2 separate regions of the Mus musculus genome follow, and region 1 is linked to region 2. Evidence: chromatin contacts called from public capture Hi-C data. All regions are on one chromosome and are shown on one strand. The core of a region is the stretch at or near the end of the contact, and the rest is flanking DNA. Distances in the headings are between cores, read along the strand shown.

The links. Capture Hi-C pulls out chosen DNA fragments and counts their contacts.
Region 1: a contact with region 2 is called in a capture Hi-C map of embryonic stem cells, with 2.4 times the contacts expected there. The contact joins the promoter of Ch25h here to the promoter of Lipm in region 2. A contact is called at or near these places in 3 of 39 promoter capture datasets (liver and pre-B cells) and 1 of 9 other capture datasets (embryonic stem cells).

The regions. Positions count from the first base shown.
Region 1 is chr19:34,471,714-34,477,646 of GRCm38.p6, forward strand. Ch25h (cholesterol 25-hydroxylase) reads right to left here and starts at 3,435. Exons shown (of 1, transcript NM_009890.2): 1 at 2,070-3,435. The coding sequence starts at 3,413. The coding sequence ends at 2,517.
Region 2 is chr19:34,097,577-34,104,098 of GRCm38.p6, forward strand. Lipm (lipase, family member M) reads left to right here and starts at 3,367. Exons shown (of 10, transcript NM_023903.1): 1 at 3,367-3,440; 2 at 3,527-3,740. The coding sequence starts at 3,594.

The sequences.
Region 1 (5,933 bases), core at 2,185-4,684, 370 kb after region 2:
ACACGGATTTTTTAAGATTCATTCATTTTAAGTATATAAGTATTCTATCTGCATGTGCACCTGAATGCCAGAAGAGGACATCAGATCCCAGTAGAGATGGTAGTGAGCCACCATGTGGTTGCTGAGAATTGAACTCAGGACCTCTGGAAGTGCTGTTAACTGCTGAGTCATCTTTCTAGCCCTGAGACAAATTTTTAAGATTAAAAAACCCAAGTGCCTGTGGCTTTCTTTCATGTTGTGGTGAGTCACTAAAAAGAAAAGAAACAGCCAGAAAATTGGGAAGTAAATGTTTTAGGGAAGCCTCACTAATGCCAAGCTAGGATGAAAGTTAAAAAAGAAACACACACACACCGCAATAAATAAACCCAACTAAGGACATGAGAAACCATCTCTTTGGATTTGATAATGCCTATTTTACTCCTACTTGGAAATAGATACTAAACCATGGGACCAATCCTCCATGCCTAATGTGTGATGCTGCTGAGGAAGATAACTACATCCCTTATGGTGGTGTTTCAAAGAGTAAGTGAGACAAAGAGTGAAGAAAAAAAAAAAAAAAGACATACAAATGTGACCTGTTAGCCTTTGTCATGCGGCCTTTCACCTATCTAAAGTCTCTCATCTTTCTGAACAAGGCATCAGCTACTGACTTGGGACTTGGAGAAAGTGTTTCTAAATCGAACACTTTCCATGTGTTGGATTGCCTCATCTCATTTCCCTTTTAGGGCAAGGTGACACGAAACATTGTTACAGACTCTGACCTTGAGCTGAGATAAATTGTTATTATACCGCCTGGCTGGCTTTGGGTGTCTAGAGCTCTTCACCTTAATAACAGCTGCACTCAGTACTCCACATCTGCCTGATTATTATCCTCTTTCTCCACTCACTGTGCATATGACCGAGGTGATGGAGCATGTCTAGTGCAGGGCCCCTCCTTGGACTCCTCTTCTGCTTTCTGGGAAGTTCATGTTTTTATAAATAAGATCTTTCTGTCCCAGTCTGATACAGTTGCAGACAAGGGATGTGGTAACTTCAGTTCAGGAGCCAGGAAAACACCTCTGAGCATACCTGACACAATCAGCAGACACCAGATACCACAGCAGCTGGGTAACGGGAAAGATTTAAGATAGTTCCCAGGAATCCCTTTAACAGACAATGGAGAACAGATCTTTAGATGCTTTTTAAAAACTCCTTAATAAGAACATTTAGGTTCATATATGCTGAGCCCACAATGCTATGCAAATCTGTAACCTTGACTTCTGACATCTTCCTTTTTAACGTTAGCCTTTGGGATCAATACTCTCAATTTATCATTAAAGTAACTAAGCTGCAGTTACATGAGACATTTGATGGCAACATCTGCCTAGCCAATAATTTCTATTACTGAGCAGCCCAGCTGTCCCTTCCTTTTGTCTTGATATTAATTTTCACCTCCTCCTTTTCATACTATTTTCATACTATCTCCTTTTGCAGAAGACAAAACGGGAAGTCTAAGACTGAAAGTTACTCTCACCCTCTGTTAAGAAGAGGCTATATGCTTGGCATGTGTGTCTTCATTAAGAAAATAAACTATAGGAAAACTCCAGGCTGCAGGGGCAGCCTTTTAAGGGTCAGTTGTGCTAGCCAAGAATAGACTCTACCTTAAAATGGAGCTTAGTTTATCAGCTTCCCTAATGCACTAACTTGGCTTATCAAGGCGTTACTCTGATTCTAAGTTACCCTACGCATAGCACTCCAACAATACAGAAGAGACTGGTCTTAATCCCCTAGAAAAGTAACCTACAGAGCAAGTTTTTCACGTGCTTCTTATGTCAAAACCAGACAAAAAGCAGTGTGAATAAGCAGTCAGCTAGCCCCTAGCCTTCTTCCCAAAGTTACTCCCTAGCCCCCCTGCCCAATACCTGACACCAAATTGCTCTTGCCATGGCAAGACTGGTAGATGCTTCAAAGAACACTGAGAAGCCACAGACACACACACACACACACACACACACACACACACACACACACACACACTTCCTTTTTAGTTTTTTTTTTAATTCATCAGGCCCACCAGGAGCTAATGCTTGTTTAGTTCATGTTCTTTTTATTTTTAAAATACAAATAAAACTTTTTTCAATATAAATATATCATTTCATTCAAAAGTAGAAAAAATATACTATAACCTTGGTCACTGCCCAGCAGGAACAAATTTGATTATTTAAAGAGTCAGAAATCAGGTCTTCTCTCAACATGTGAGGTTAGAGCCCAGTTCCAGTGCGATTTCATACATAGGAAAGTCTTGGTTCTAGAAACAAATCATTTCAGAGATCATAATGATTCAAATACACCACGCTGAATGTCTACCTTGTGTCCTGGAGTCAATGACACTGGGATAAGTTGAAATTTAACACCAAGACCACAATTAAATTCACATAGAAACATTATATAAATTACTTTGTCAGGCTGCAGAAACAACATTAGATTTTATAGCAGTGTGCATCACTTTAAAAGTTACAAACTTCTAATAAAGTAACTCAAGTCTGTTTCTTCTTCTGGATCAAGTGTACAGCGCATCGCTCTCTGGAGTTCACGCAGCGCTCACCGCAGGCGCAAAGGCTCTCTGGCAGGGGCGCGGACCGCAGAGTGCCCAGCATTTTGTCCCAGTGTGTGAAGTAAGGAGCAAAATTGCAGTTAAACTGAGAGTGATGCATGTCGTGGTGAGCCACGCCCCCGTACCAGCCAAAGGGCACAAGTCTGTGAGTGGACCACGGGAAGTCATAGCCCGAGTGGTCCTCCACCGACAGCCAGATGTTAATCACGTGAAAGGTAAAGATGGTGAGTGGGTGACACCGAAGCACCGCGACGTTCAGCACGTCGAAGAAGGTCAGCGAAAGCAGCTCCCAGAAGCTCATGTATTGGGTCGCCAGCGCGAAGGAGGACGAGTTCTGGTGATGCACCTTGTGGAAGGTGCGGTACAGCCAGGGCACCTTATGGTGCAGCAGGTGCCACGCGAAGATCTCGGTGTCGAAGAGCAGCAGGCAGATCAGGACGTGACTTAGGAGCTGGACGAGCTCAGGGGCCTCCTGGGGGAGGAGCGCCGGGCTGCGCACCCAGTGCAGCAGCGTCACCGGGAACACGAACACCAGGTGCTGGTAGAGTGTCAGCCCCAGGCAAGGCAGAAGCTGCTTTACGGAAGGCGAGAAGTCCGGGTGGATCTTGTAGCGTCGCAGGATGGGGACCCAGGGATACAGGACGTCCAGCACCACGAACGGTAGGCAGAAGCCCACGTAAGTGATGATAGAAAAGGTGACTGGGAAGATGGGTGAGCGCGTGAACGCCTCCCTTGTCCTTATGGTGTCCCAGAGGGGCTGCAGGAGCAGCTGGCTGGAACAGCCCAGGTCTTGGAGCTCCGAACCGTTGTAGCAGCCCATGCTGAGACTATGTCCCACAATTGTGGTCTCCCCAGCCCCGCCGACTTTTCTTAAGACTGTGGCCACTCCCCCCAGTGACGTCACCCTTCCGTCTCCTTCCCACCTCCCTTTCCCTGCTAAAGAATTTTGCTTAAATAACCCGAATTTTGTTCCTGTCTATGTCCTGGTTTATAGCTGCATCAAATCTCCCCTTCACGCAAGCAGCGGCCCTTAAAGCCCTTTCCCAGACGTAAAGAACTGTTTGCTTGCCTTTCAGCTGATGTACTAATGACACAGGAGAGAGCGATTCTGCCTTGGGACAGTTCACCCGCCATCACCGCTAAAAACTAATGAGTTCTTCGCTCTCAGAAGGCGCTGTTTCTCAACCAAAGCAGAATTCCCTGGGTTTTAAAATATCTGTTTTTGACTGTTTAAAGACTTATTCTACACCTTGGGGGACTCTGAGTGTGCGTACCTCACGCCACAGTGCTGGTACTGGGTCCGTTGCAGACAGGGATTGAGTCCTGTAGGAGAGGGAACCTGGCATCCTCCAAAAAAGAGCAGTCAGGCTCGCAGCCTTTTGGCGCGGACGACTCTCCCGCTCTGGTGCCCTTAAAGCCCGCGGTGTCAAGAGCAGAGATCAGATCCTGCAAGACAGCGGTCAAGAGGGCAGCACTGCCAGCCTTTGCTCTGGGTTGGAGAACGGAGGCTTAACACCCGTAAAGGCTCACTCGATTGGGCCAAACCGCAAAGGCCAGTGGAGAAGAAGATCTGAGCAATCTCATAGCCTCCCGGAACATGTCTCATCTCCCCTGCCATTTCCTTAGAGGTCCCTCAGGCTCCGACTTTTACCAACCCTCAGTTGTTCCCTACTCCTCAACTCCTGGATACCCTTTCAGACACTGGGACTGATCGTCCAGGGACTGAGCACAGGAGGTCAGTACTATATCCAAGGAGAGTGCCCTAGAGAGTGGAGCACAGAAATCAGCCCCGGGTAGCGGATACACGGCACAGAAGATCCCAGAGGAAAGCCAGGGGCCATTCTCCCAGGGTTTCCTTCTTGAATTTGTGTCTTTACAGCTGCTTTTCTCTGCTGGAAGCTAACATAGTCTTATACAAGCTTGTGTTTCTTGTGTTATTTTCCAAAGAAAACAGGGATTGTAGCTCTAGGAGCCTGCTGCCAGTCCCCCCTGGGGGGGGGGAGGGGGAGGGGATGGACTGTAACTTTTGCCTGCACAAGACTGTTACTTGTGATTCACACTCATCAAGAACTGGCTCCCACATTTGTCAGGAAGTACCCCATAACTGTGGCTTCACAGCTCTCTATCTAAGGCCTCAGCACATACCAAAGGAAATAAGGCACACAATCACTTTAACTTTGTATTTCACAGGTAACCACTAAGATATTTGGAATTAAATGCAAATAGTTAAGGTTTTTTTTAACATGAAGAAAAGATAAAAGGATATAAAAAACAAACACATATGGTAAAAATATGGTACAATAAATGGGTCCAACATATACCCAGGGTGTGTGTGTGTGTGTGTGTGTGTGTGTGTGTGTGTGTGTGTGTTATAATAAACAGGTTCATTTTATAGAGAGAAAACATACATACACAATAGGTAAGTTCATGATTCAGGCTCTTCCCATTTGGTAGATGTTCCAGAGTTATCACTGTTAGAGGAGGTGCACGCTCTTCATTCATTCTCTAGGGCCTCTAAACTGTAGCTGTGAACTGTATAGCAGCCTCAGAAAAAAATAAAAATAAAAACAATTTTATAAGACTCATTACAGCCATTATGGAAACCAGCGTGGGGTTGTCTCAAAATAAAACTAGCATATAGCCCAGCTATGCACTCCTGGCCATAAACTAAAGGACTCCACATCCTATTGATGTACAAGACTACACCAAAGAGCTAGAATGGGCATGAAAAGGGATTTGTATAGGAAACACGAAGTCACTCAAGTGGAATTTAGCTAAAGGCGTGCTTGCTGCCTTCAAAATACCCCAAAGATAGTCTGCTAACCAGACCTGCTAGAGATGAGGGACGTTTAGGATGCTGTAATATAAACGTTTACTCACTAGGACCGACCAGCCATTAGTCTCTGATTCCCATGCTAAAGGAGAAAGCTGGCTGACTCATGCCCAGCCATTAAGCAGTGATTCCCATTGCAAAGGCATACTTCTGAAAGGACAGCTCATTCATGGTGGGTAGTGTCAGGATACAGCTACCATGAAGTGTTGGTCTGCCATCAAGTCCCCTATGCTCTTATCAGGAAAAGCATAGTTCTGTCAGGTGCACAAGATGACTCGTGGTAACAGCCATTTGAAAAAGAACAATACTGATGTACTTAAAATAATTCTGAAAATATATAATACCTTTGCTGTGTAAATTTCCCTGTCTCCTAAGCAGCCAGACTTTGTAGTCTCCTGTCTGTGTTTAAGTGTAACCTGGGGCCAGACTTGAAAGAGATTTAAGTATGGCAGTGTATATAAAATGCATATGCCTATATATGTATATATACGCTAACAAAATATTCTA
Region 2 (6,522 bases), core at 2,117-4,616:
ACTTCTGAAACCTGTGACTGTGACTTCAGTTCTAAGATACCGTGACTTAGGTCTAGTCTACAAATAAATTGGAAAGGTGACTCACTACCTCCATCTCCATACTGCAGGTTCTTTTAAGGAAAAAGTAGGGAGGGCAAGCCGTCATTCCAGTGCTGCAGGAACTGAGAAAAGAAAATGGGTAGCTCAAGGTCAACCCAGTCCACATGAGACCCTGTGTCAAAACAATAACAATGGCAGAAAAGCTAAAACAAAGAGAGGAGATAGAGAAAGGCAGTCTGTAAATCCTTCTGGATGTGGACTCCTGACTTAGCTGGTCACACTGATCCCATGGCATCTTTTACTGTCAGATGCTCTTTGTTTGGCTATGAAAGGTTGACCAAGTGGTTTGACCAAGATCACTGGCCTAAGACACAGGTCAGGGTAGGCAGTGGGAGCAGAAATCACAATTTAATCAACATATGGGGAAAAACATAATTGCTATTTCTTCATCAGAGATGTGCTAGTATCCCAGGCTGGTGGAGAAATACCGCTTTATCTTAGAAGCATTGGAACGAACAGCAAGAAAACAACCACTTGGCAACACAACCCTTAAAACCTGCATGAAGCAAAAAAAGATCGTTCTAAATCAGGCTCTACACAGGCTGTCCGATGAAACCATCACTGTAGCCCTAGGTGTTGGTACTATTACTGTTGCATCTTGCAAATGAGGACACTGAGGCTCAGGGGTCGTGGGAACATGTCCCAAAGCCACCTAGGTAGTAATCAATGACATTTGCTATATGACTTCATAACCTGTCTTAATTACTGTATGCTCAACAGTGTTTAAATAATAGTGTTTTTAAAAAGCTGGCCTATTAGAAGGAAGAGCTAAGCTAAGGTGCTAGGTACTGAAATGACTCCTGGATAATGCTAGGAGGTAGAGATTAAGCTGCCTGCTTCCTGGTGTGTGAAATGGGTTCTAATACTTCATCACTAGAACAAAGCCTATGAAAAATAATGGCATGCTAATTGATACAGCTGACGGGAGAATGGAGTCTCTTTGGGAACTATGCCTGCGCAGGCATTTCTGACAAAACAGGAGGAAGGTAAGCCGTGCCCGTTTGCCTGAATGCCCCAGAGTCTCCTATGAAATGTCCTGTGTTAACAGGTTGTGAGTGTGAATCAACACAAACACCTTAGTCATTTGATCCTGAAGTCATTCGGATTCAGGTGACACAAGAACACTGACCATGTGTCATTCAAATTCCTTCCATGTCAAAGTCCCAACTAGTTTCAACGTGACTTGTAGCAGCTAAATCACATTACTAAAAGTCAATCCAACACTAACACAAAGGCCTCTCTAGCATGAACTTAAATAGACAGGATGCTGGTTAGAGGACACTTTGAGGACTCACTAAGAAAACCAGAGGGTTGAAGTTTTGTTTTGTTCTGTTTTGTTTTTCAAACACGTATTACCACCATTCATCTCTAAAGAATTTTAGAAACATGTTCATCAAACATAGGAATTGGCCTAGCTGAATATATTGAAGTAAATATGTGTAGCTTGTATGTACTAAACACAATAAATACAAAATACATTGAGCATTATTCTGGAGTTTGAATCCAGAACCTGAAGAAATGACTTATGCTGTCTAACATGCATGAACCCCAGGTTCAATGTCTTCACAGCAGTGAGAAGCACAGCTTGAGTGAGGAAGGAGACATTAAAAGGGCTTTCCACGTGACTGTAATATTAAACAGTGGATTAAGATATTTGCTTTGGTGCTGAAGAGATGGCTCAGCGGTTAAGAGCACTGGCTGATCTTCTAGAGAACCCAGATTCTATTCCCAGCAACCACATGTCAACTTAAAACTGTTTGTCTGTAACTCCAGTTACAGGCTCTGACACCCTTAGACCGCAGACAAAACACCAAATGCACATGAAATTAAAAGTAAATAAATAAAATTGAAAAAAGATAATCTGCTTTTTAAGATTTTTTTATGTTTAAAAGTGTGTGTGTGTGTGTGTGTGTGTGTGTGCGCGCATATGTTCATAGGGACAGGTACTCACTAAGGCCAAAAGATGCCAAATCCCCTAGAGCTGGAGTAGGTGATTATAAGCCACTGGACCTGGGTACTGATAACTTAGCTTAGGGCCTCTATAAGAGCAGTATGTGCTCTTAACCATTGAGGCAAACCCCCAGTCCCAGTAGTTTTATTTCTTGCCTTGCCACAACCTAACTAGGTAATGCTGACAGGATCATTTAATTCTGAAATGAAAATGAAAGCTACCCCCAGCCCTGCTCCCCTCATTTGGGTATTACAGTATTTTAAAATCCTAAACTATCAGCAGTGGGAGGCTCAGTCTCTTCTGAGAGCTCATTTTTGCATAACTTTAGAGTAAAGCTCAGTCTCCCTGAATTCGAAGAGGGGCTTTGTGTAGGTAGTCCTTCCTTCTGGCTTTTTCTAATTGGGTCAATTCACTCCTCTGTAACTCAATAGCAATCAATAATATTGTGAATGAGTGCTCAGCCAAGCCCAGATAAAGACACAGGCTTGCCTCTTCACACCTACCCAGCCAGCAAGGATGGGGATGGCTGAGTCACTCAGGAAGATACATTCCCAGAGACTCACCTTTCCAGCTTTGATTTGGCTTCTTCACCCACCACATTCTCCAAGTCTGCAAGTGGGTGTAGCTGCTGTTAGTGCTGAAGAATTGACGTAGCAGTAGAAAAATTATCTCGTTTTTATTATTATTAACTTGGAAGCACAGTCTTTACTTAAAATAATGAACTTCTTTCTTGCTGATTAACAGGAGGTCAAAGAGCCACTTGCATTGCCTCACTGTCTGCTGAACTGGGACATTTAGTTCATTAAAACAACTAGGCTACCACTCATTATTTGGGTTACTTCTGGTGATTTAATTACTAGGTATCACAGTTAACAATTAACTATTAGCTACAAACCAAATTTAAAATTTGGTATGTACGGATTGAGCTAGAGAAACAAGATAAACCTAGATTGCTTTCTTACAATTTTTTTTTTCTAATCCAGCACTAAGAATGGGGAATTTTCTTAAAACTTTTGACACTCCACATAAAAGTAATTAACACTGAATTTGATCTTCAGCCACAGAACAGAGATGATGGAAGCCATCACATGTAACTATGGAACCGCCAGTGTATTCTGCATGTTCCACCTCTTGCTATTTAATCGAAGAAAGATGAGAACTAAGCATAAGGGGGCTGTGCTTTTTATGGCCTCTACATGGTGACGGGGAACAGGAGTTTGTGGGCTATACTAACATGCATGAAACTCCCATTGCAACAAAGAAAGTTGGACACACCTAGCAGTGGAAGGATTGGTGTTTACAAGATGAATGAGGGAGGAGCAGGAGGAGCTAGGCAGCATTGTGACATTCTAAGCAATGTTTGCAGCCTACACCGTGTTCTTTCATTCCTGTAAGTAAACCTGTTTAATCTGCTTCAGATATATATATATTTTTTTTGCCACTGAAAACCCCACTAAAGATGTTTTAAACCGACAGGTTCTTCTTCTGACTCTAGATGTAGTTGTTACATCCTTAGCAACAAAGCAAATGCCGATGTTGGACCATGTCAGAAATCTTGTCAAGAGTGTGGACTGTTTCGCACAGAGTGGAGATATGGCTTCTGATTCTGGTAGCGTATTTACTCCAAAGAAATGTGAACTCGGGACATTTGCCCACGAAAGCTGCGGATCCAGAAGCATTCATGAATGTTGTAAGTTGGGGATTTCCATGTTTCGGGGAAGTGAGGGCTGTATTAACCTTTGCATTTGTGAAGTGACTGCATGCTGTGTTTTATATACTGAGATGCTTCATGCTAGAACATGCTAGGATAGTATGATGCCAACAACAACACACTGGAGGGAAGCTAAACTGGTTGTCAGTAGATTTCGGGGGGGGGCTGGGGGGACCTCCCCAATCAAATTCAGTTGTTTTGGGTGAATGGCTTAATCTCTTTAGGCTTCAAGAACAATTTAACTCTTCGTTGAACCTTCAGACAAGGAAGTACTTGAAAGCTTTGGGGCCTGTCATAAACCCTGATGATTTTCATTTTGTCTTTTTTATTTTCTTGCTTTGTTCTCTTTGGTAAAAAGCATCACTCCTATGCTCTTGCCATGAGAGCATATACTTCTAGTAGCTCCTGCTCTTATCCTTCTTGGGATGCTGTCAAATAGCAAGGAGAGGTCTGTTTGTGCGAGAGAAGGCGTGTGAGAAAGACTAAGGGTGACACACCTCTTCAGACGTCTTCTGGGGGAATTTTTGTGTTTACTCTCAAACCCCGATTTAAGTTTCAGTTCATGACCACAGTACAGTACCATTTATTCCATAGTAGGCATCGTAATAAAATGTAGTAGAGATACAATTTCCTTTTCGTTGCTCCATCCTGGCGATGTGACTATCTATACTCTTCACATCAAGGCATTGAAATTAAAGAAGCATCTAAACTGGTTAAACAAGCCCCACCACTCTGCTTGGTAGACCTACAATTTAAATTCAGGCCCGCCTAAGCACATGCCTGTAATTATAGCCGCTGTGCAAGAAACCCCACCGGATGACAGGGTGGAGAATCGACTTCCAAATGAGTGACATGATTGTGTTGGACATTCTGCAGTCTCACCTAATATCTCCATCAAAAGAGAAAACAGGTTTTGGTGACTGGAGACCCTTTTTATATTAACTTTTTCCTCTAGGATTTTTTTGCATGGTTTCTAAAACAACAGCTTGTGAAAAATGATTTTTTTTCTGAATCTCTATAGTACTATCAGACTTCCTCTACCATTCTGATGGCTGGCATGGCCTCTAAGACTTTCAGACTGTGGAAATGTCCTGAGTCTACAGAATGCAAATATCTACAGTTTATGGAGGTTTCTTTGACCTGTTCAATGTTTAGTTGATGCTTGTCCTCCTGGTACACTATTGCAGATCCTCAGGAGTCCTGAATGTTCCACACAGATTTCTCAAGTTTTAGGGTACATGAAGTTCGTTTGGCCAAGATTGCTTTCCTAGACCAGTCACAGCACCTGTCCAGCACCTCCAGGCTGTCGGAATTTCTGGAAGGTGCTGGACTCCAGCACTGCAGGTGCCTGAAGTCACTCTATTCACCATGGCCACAGAGAAATCTCAGAAAATCAAAAGCTGGCAACCCAGCACAAAAGACAAACTTTCAATTACTTACCACAGGGCTAAGAGCAAAGGCAAGAAAAACATGAAAAGAGGGGAAACTAATCCAGAATGTAGGAAAATATTTTGTAGCCTGTAGTCAGAAGAATAAATAGGAGGTAGGAAGAGGGTGGTTGACAAAGAGGTCAGCGTGTTGAGGACGTGGGACAGCTGAGAGCATGTCATGTTCAAGATGAAAATAGGTTACAGTTCAGTTGACCTTTAAAAGTTCATACTTGTATTACAATAGCAGTATATAGCCCTTGTAGGAAACCTAAGAACTTCAAATGCCAATAATGTTTATTAATACATTAATACACTGAGCTAACCACCAACATCTTTTTCATGTCCTGCCATTTTCTTCTGAATCTTTCTGTTTTCTAAGAGAAGACTAAGGAGCACCATACACAATTTCCTATTTTCTAATACTTTCTACTAACACGATGTATCACAAAGAATGTCCCAATATTTTAAACAGCTTCCAAGAACATTATTCAACTTTCTGTATCACGTTCTATTTTTTGGTGTGCATGTTTATCCCAGGTTAGACCATCTAGGGAGCAGATATACTTTAAAGCATAATTCATATGCAAGGAGTATATTAAGAATCCTTGTGGCTAGGTATGGAGGTATATACCATATAATCACTATATGTAACATATGTCACATACATACCAATGTTTTCAAAAATGATCAATAACAAAGGGTAAACTTTTATTTCAAAGCAGGGTCCTTTGGCCATCCTAGAACTACTTCTGTAAGATCAGGCTGACCTCAAACTCATAGAGATTACCTGCCTCTGCCTCTGCAGAGCTGGAATTAAAGGTGTGTGCTATCACTGTTGGGCTAACCTTTCTTAAAGTATTGTTTTAATGTACATAACTGATTTTTTTCCTCCAGGTTAAAAAAATTAAATAGATAATCAGGTTGAAAGGTAAATATTAAATATGGTTAGAATTTTTAATTTACACTTAACGATAGCAAAACGTTCCAAGCTCAAGCTCAAGTCCAGTTTGGATGCTACAATGAGGCTCTAACTCAAGAAAAGTGTGTGTGTGTGTGTGTGTGTGTGTGTGTGTGTGTGTGTGGTGTGTTAACATACACATATACGCATATACGTATTTATACAGCGATATATTTGATTATGCAGCTGAGCATGGTGACACATGCTTTTAATCCCAGCATTCAATACGCAGAAGCAGACATGTCTCTGTGAATTCAAGGCTAGCCTAGTCTATATAGCAAGTTCTGATCCAGGACTACATAGGAAAAGAGACCTTGTCTCAAACCACAAGAAAAATAAATGTCTATAAAAACATTTTACTCGATAGAATATG